2 separate regions of the Sus scrofa genome follow, and region 1 is linked to region 2. The links are chromatin contacts, called in public HiChIP or PLAC-seq maps. All regions are on one chromosome and are shown on one strand. Each heading gives the region's core, a stretch centred on a gene start, on an enhancer-like site or on the middle of the called end of the contact. The rest is flanking DNA. Distances are from core to core; before and after follow the strand shown. Region 1 holds the start of USP3 (ubiquitin carboxyl-terminal hydrolase 3). Region 2 overlaps USP3 (ubiquitin carboxyl-terminal hydrolase 3).

Region 1 (3,293 bases), core at 706-3,205, 35 kb after region 2:
TTGGGGGGAAAAAAAAGTTACACTTATAGCACCACAGCTATAACTACAATTATAGCTAATGCACTACCAAGCAATTTGTAAAGCAATTTGATACACCTTATTTGTTGTTTCATACTCAACATTCACTGTAAAAGAAACATTCTTAGGTAAGTTTCTGCACCCTCATAAAAGAACTGCAACACTGCACTGTAAAACAAATTAACCAGTTAATAATCTTTATAGGCTTCATGCAGAAAAAGATACTGACTTTACAAAGCCAAGCCAAGCATCCAACCTCTGAGAGCTCAAGGAAACCGCAGTTATTTCTATTCCTTATCCTAGAATGAATTTTTCTTTGCGGCATTACCTGAGTTTTTCTCCAAGGAAATATTCACCCTTTAAAAAGTAACCTGTCAAAAGTGTTAGTGCATTCTCTAAACTATCTTCCCAGCTCCGGCACACAAGGAGAAATGTCACACAGCTAAATCGTACGTAGCATTGCTATTTTCTTCCCTTTATTTATTCAAACGAATTTAAGATTTTTGAAATGCACAATTCAAATTTTACACTACAACCCAAGCTATCATTGATCCTCTCAAAGCTAATAAACAAAGACTATCAGCAGCACCAGGGCCCTACCAGGAAGTAATCAAAGCAGTGTGGCCGGTGCGATCCTAAGTCTCTAGAGCAGACAATAAGGGGGTACTGGGGCTTCGAAGGGGCCTGGCAGAAGGAGTTAAGAAGCTTAAGCAATGCAAAAGCATTACATAAACCTAATAACTGTCCTACAGCACAAAAACTCGGAAATCCCAAGGCAATTTCGGACAATCCGAAAGATATGAAAGACAACTCGAGCTACCCCTCCAAAGCAGCTGCTCGATTAGCCTTCTCAGCTTTTTAACCAGCAGCCTGTTTTCAAACTTCACCCTTTCTGGCTGATGAAAGACTCCGACCTTCGCCGCCTGAGTACTCAGCACCTCTCCGGGTCCCGGTTCCCGCCGGTCGGCGTGGGTCGGGTCGCGGGTGCATGGGGGGCCCAGGCAGGTAGCGAAGGGCCCCAGAGCGCGCCCCGCAGCCTGGACAAAGCTGCGCCCCGAGAGCAACGCTTTTGCCGTCCCGTCAAGGAGGGGACGAAACTCGGGCCCCGCCACACGTGCGGCCGCCTTGTGGGGGCCGGACACCCGCCCCCGCCGCCCCCGACCCGGGGACACGGGCCAGCGCAGCCCCCGATCACAGCAGGGCTGCGCGGGGGCGCGAGCCGCTGACCAAGGTCCCCGCTCGCTGCCGCCCCCACGCGCTCGTGGGCCCCGCGGGCTCCCGCCCCTCACGGGCCTCTCCTTTGCCGGCCGGACCGTCGGGCCCCGGGAAACAAAGGAGCTGCCGCCGCCGCTCCGCCTGCCGCCGCACCACCCGCCTCGCCGCGTACCCCTCCCCAGCCGCCGAGCCCCGCTCGCCCTCACCCCTTCCCAAGTCCGCGCGCCGGCCGCCAGCGGCCCCTAGACGGCAGGCCCCACAGAGCCGGGGCCTCGGGTGCGCTTCAGGGCCGCCTGGGGCCGCACTCACCGCTGCAGCACCAGGACGACGGGGAGCCGTTGGGGAACTTGGCTGAGTCCGGAGCGATGCAGACGCTGGAGCTGAGGTGCGGACACTCCATGGCCACCCGGAGAGCGGCGAGAAGGACGGAGGCTCCGGGACCCGGCGAGGTGGGGGGCGGAGGGACTAAGAAGGATCCGTCTGGGGTCGCTCCTCGCCGGGCGCTCGGCAGACGGCAGCTGAGTCCCGAGCCCTTGCGTCAAAGAAAGCAAAAGCTTCCGGGAGCCGGGTTTTCCCGCCCGCCGTCTCCTGAGGCCCGGCTCCGGAAAACGTGGTACTCCGGAATCCGGGTTCTGCCGCCACCCCTAGGCTGGGGGCTTCCGTCTTCCCAGGCTGGCCCCGCCCTGCCCCGGGCAGGCCCCGCCTCCAAGCCCAGCCCCGCCCCCGTCCTCTCCCGCGGGGTGGGGGTCCCCGCGCTCGCAGGCGGGTCGCCCAGGGTCTGGCTGCACTCGGAAGTGACTTTCCCAACTCTGTTGGCCGGGACTGCCGCGGCTTCCCCGCCCCTGGAAGGGTGGGGCGCTAAACCAGGGCACACAGGGCCAGTCCGCCGCTTTTACCGCGGCCGGGCGAGCGCTCACAAAGAGTGCTTCTGCGTTGTGTGTGGTGGACTGGCTACAGCGCGGTAGAAAATCTGACCACACAAAAAAAATGTGAAGAAAATAAAAACCACCTGGGCAGACAGGCTCTGTGGCCCCATTTTTACACAGGAAGACACAAGCTTAGATTAAGGGCCTAGACCCACCGGGGTGCATAGGTCCCAGAGCAGTGCTAGTTTAGTGTTCTGCTCCCTTCGGCAGGTGCGATAGTGATCGAGTTCCAGTTTTTGAACACGTGACCTTAGCCAGCCACCTGGGTGCTGAGTGGCTGGTCCCGCGTGGGCACTCATGAACCTGTGTTCAACCCCTGTCACAGTGACTCACCATCTCCGTTACTTTGAGCAGACGATCGGACATTCATACCTCACCCTCAGTGTAAATTTAAGTGAGATAGTTTTAACCTGCGTTTGCTGAGAGCGCGGTCACTGTTACCAGGTGACGAAAAGAGAAGGGACCTAACAATTGTTAAACACCCACTGCTGCCTCCTAACCAGGCACTTTACAAATAATACCTCATTTAAACCTCGCACCATCACGCCAGCAGCTGTTACCATCCCCCTTTTTACCGTTAATCCGTACTAGGATTGGCTCCCAGGCACTCTGATCTCTTTGTGGAAAAAGGATAGGGCCAGCCTCTGGGGCAGGGGTTACGCCCTAGCGAGGCTGCGATCTTTGTGGGGGCACTGCCTTGGGGATGTCTGGGGCTATTACAAACATTGCCTCAAAGTTGGGGCTCCTTGTAAAACCCGGCGAAGGAGCAACAGGGCCAGGAGGCAGGGAGGGGGAGGGGAAGGCTGATGTGGCAATCCCTCGGGCCGGGTGAGAGGAGGAAGGAAGGTCAGGAAATGATTAACCGGGCCAGGCCGGGTAGTGGTTAGAGCAGAGCACCTCCCCACAGGGCAGTCCTGCAACAGTCCAGGAGTGCCCTCTCAGTCACTTCCCACGCTTCGCCATCCCCCACACTACCCGCCACCACTTGGTTTCTGCCGCGCACTCCTCTGCCTAACGGTGTCCATTCACCTGCGGCATCTCTGTTGACCCTTCCTTACTCTCCCCCCATTCTTTCCCCCCCAGTATTTCCCATTCCTCGGTCAACACTCTTTGGTTGCCTCCCAAGTTTTGACT
Region 2 (3,148 bases), core at 564-3,063:
CCAAGGAAGCAAAAATTGTTGTAATTTAGTTTTAATATTTCTTTCATATTTTGAATTCTTAGAAATTTAGCTACTGTTGATGAGTTGATGAGACTATGTCAGATGCCAGAAATTATTTGTTCAGTATTTTAAATCTATTAACTCCAAATGTCTATCTACATAAGAAGTCAAATAAAAGTTCCTCATTTTAATCTTTGCTTCTTCTCAATTTTAATCTTTCTTTCTTTTGAATATAATAATGTATGCTATGAATAATTCTATTTGTATTGACTGAGGGAGGAAATTTGGGGTGGGAGGAAAAAAAATATTACCGAACATACAACTGATGTGAACACTTGCCCTTGTGCGAAAATCTTGAGATTTTCACTTTTATTAAAATCTTCATTTGTCTCCTAAAGGAGTGGGTTTGTTTCAAAACAAAATTATTCCTTTTGATGTTGCTTTCCCTCTTTTGAAATCACGACCCAGTTTTACATTGTTCTGCTTGGTTAATCTCTGCTTCCTCTAGACACCTAGTTTATATCAGAAGTAAAGGGAGCTGCTCTGCAAGGGTGTTCCTCTCGGGAAATAAATGGAATAGCTCACATACGCTGTAATTTGAATCTTCTTCAAGAAAAACGTTCTGCAGCTCTTCAGTCCTCCAAGAGGATCAGGAGAGCACAGCAATGTAGATTTGGTATAACCTTCCCCGTTTTGGAAGATAGTTAACAAAATTCAATCTTTCAAACATCTACTGCCTGCTCTGCATGATGCAAAGATTTGACATATGTTTCCTGCAGTCCCCAAGGACATTTACAAATAACTAATGTGCAGCAGGAAATTACAAGTATCCTAAGAACTATGAGTTTAGGAGAGATTATATTCAGCTACAATTGGAGCTGAGAAGGGAGTGCAGACAGCTTCATAAAGGATACGCAAAGATCAGACAGGGCAGGGACTCTTGGAAAAGGGAAAATAAGGATAGAAAAACCCTAAGCCTCAGAACAAGCTTCAACTTCTTCAGAGCACAGAGCACATGGAAAAGGAACTTTAACATTAGCTACAGTCGAAATATTTTTACTATAGCATAGTAATTAATAATCAAATTAAATCTAATACACCAGTATTCTACCTCTGAAGCAAACCATTCAGTCTAACCACAAGAAATTTCTGTACAAGGAAAATTTACAAGGTGAAGCGAAACTACTAAGGTGCACTGGGAAAAAACACATGCCCGCACGCACCATACAGAAGAAAACCTTTTTTGTTTGTCTCTTAATTATAGTGAAGTGTAGGCAAAATGTTAATTTAAACTACAGCTTCATCAGTTTACTACTATTGCAGATTCCCTTTAGGCTGTCAGTATAATGCTACAGGGTAATTCTCTGGCATTTTCTTCTAAAGCCACAAATGAGATGGTTATGTGACCAGCTGCAGCTCCCTTCCTGCATTTCAGAAGCTCTGGGTGTCCACACAGACAGCTCTGTATAACTTCACACAAAAGACTGGCAATTATCCAAGAAGCCCCTGCCATGGCGTATATTCCCCAAGGTTCAAGATTTGCCATTTAATTCCAATTCACCCATGAAACAACTTGTACTTTAACACACTATACCAATATAAAACAAATTAAATTCTAATGCTAATTAATAAAGGTATTCCTCCAAAATGCAATTACAAAGTAATTAAAGTATATAATCTATATTTTTAAAGAGACCTACAAATATAATTCCATTCCATTAAGAAAATTGCAACATAATCCCTTAACTCTCCTCAAAGAGTTACTATTTCCTCATAATCTTACCAACAGCAAAAAAACCCCACTGCCACAGGATTTAGTTGTATTGCCAAACTTCCCCATTATGTATTTCACGCACATTGCTAACTGAAAATCAAGAAGCATGTTTTAAACATCTGGTACGTACACGTTGACATGACCTATAATGACTGTTATGAGACAGATACCTCAAGAATGATCTTAATTTCTGCTGTCTAAAGAGAAATACTTACAATCTTATAGAAACACGTGATTCTGTCAATTAGGTAGCTATGTCATTCTAGTATATAAGTGTCCTGAGGGAAAGGGGGAAAAACTAAAGCAAACACTTTAACAGCTTGGCTAACACAGCTTTTGTAGGAAGGAGTAATTTATAAGAGCAAATAGCAATAAACTGAACACTAAGTCTTGTATAAAAATCCTGGGGAGGAGTTCCCGTCGTGGCGCAGTGGTTAACGAATCCGACTATGAACCATGAGGTCGCGGGTTGGTCCCTGCCCTTGCTCAGTGGGTTAACGATCTGGCGTTGCCGTGAGCTGTGGTGTAGGTTGCAGACTCGGCTCGGATCCCGCGTTGCTGTGGCTCTGGCGTAGGCCGGTAGCTACAGCTCCAATTCAACCCCTAGCCTGGGAACCTCCATATGCCGCGGAAGCGGCCCAAGAGATAGCAATAACAACAACAACAAACAACAACAACAAAAAACAGACAAAAAAAAAAAAAAATCCTGGGGAGATTTTCACTTTTACTGACATCTTCATCTACCTCTAGGTTGTCTCTTCCACATCTGGACATCTTCTACACAAAGGATCACTGACATAGTAGTGATCTGGATGACTAAACCTTACAATGTTTTATTCAACAACCACAATGTAATGGTGTCAACCTGTAAAAGTGTAAACTTGGGAAGCCACTGACTTTTTCCCTTCCTTTTGATGAACACCTTTCTATAATACAATCATCAACTAAGGACGATGTAGAAAGGATTAGCACACAATTTCAGCAGAAAGCATTAATCGAAAGGGATAGCTGGATTTTAAATCCCCACCCTTGCTCAGTACTACCTTGACATTCAGGGGCTATATGCTTCCCCGCCAAAAAAGGGGGGATCTTTTCAATGTCTTGGGTTGTTTTTTTTTTTCCTCTCAATTTCAAAAACCTTCTGAATTCAGTACAATGACTAAAACAATAAAGACTTATCCCTAATTTACTGGTCAAGGAAAGCAATTTACTTCATAATAAAGTTAAAACTATAAAATAAACTTTTTGAGCATATCAAATGAATACAGATTTATTGAATATCAACTGTAACCTTATTAATACTAAATAACCTGATCTACTAAGAAAAATACTTCATTGTTATTTATGATACAAATATGAGTATTATATTACCAA

The links. HiChIP or PLAC-seq counts read pairs in DNA pulled down with a chosen protein or histone mark.
Region 1: an H3K27ac HiChIP or PLAC-seq map of alveolar macrophages shows a contact between it and region 2. The contact joins the promoter of USP3 here to the enhancer-like site in region 2. A contact is called at or near these places in 6 of 47 Hi-C or Micro-C datasets (alveolar macrophages, blood, embryonic fibroblasts and 3 more) and 1 of 2 datasets of contacts at active chromatin or transcription factors (alveolar macrophages).

Annotation. Positions count from the first base shown.
Region 1 is chr1:108,513,656-108,516,948 of Sscrofa11.1, forward strand. USP3 (ubiquitin carboxyl-terminal hydrolase 3) reads right to left here and starts at 1,956. Exons shown (of 16, transcript XM_021094102.1): 1 at 1,543-1,956.
Region 2 is chr1:108,478,883-108,482,030 of Sscrofa11.1, forward strand. All of the region lies in intron 4 of USP3 (ubiquitin carboxyl-terminal hydrolase 3), which reads right to left. Among named protein-coding and RNA genes, the nearest start is that of USP3, 35 kb to the right of the region's middle. Within about 2 kb of position 1,814, at least 3 of the 83 cell types and tissues checked have an H3K27ac peak or open chromatin away from gene starts, as enhancers often do. A contact at or near this core is called in alveolar macrophages, where this site is marked.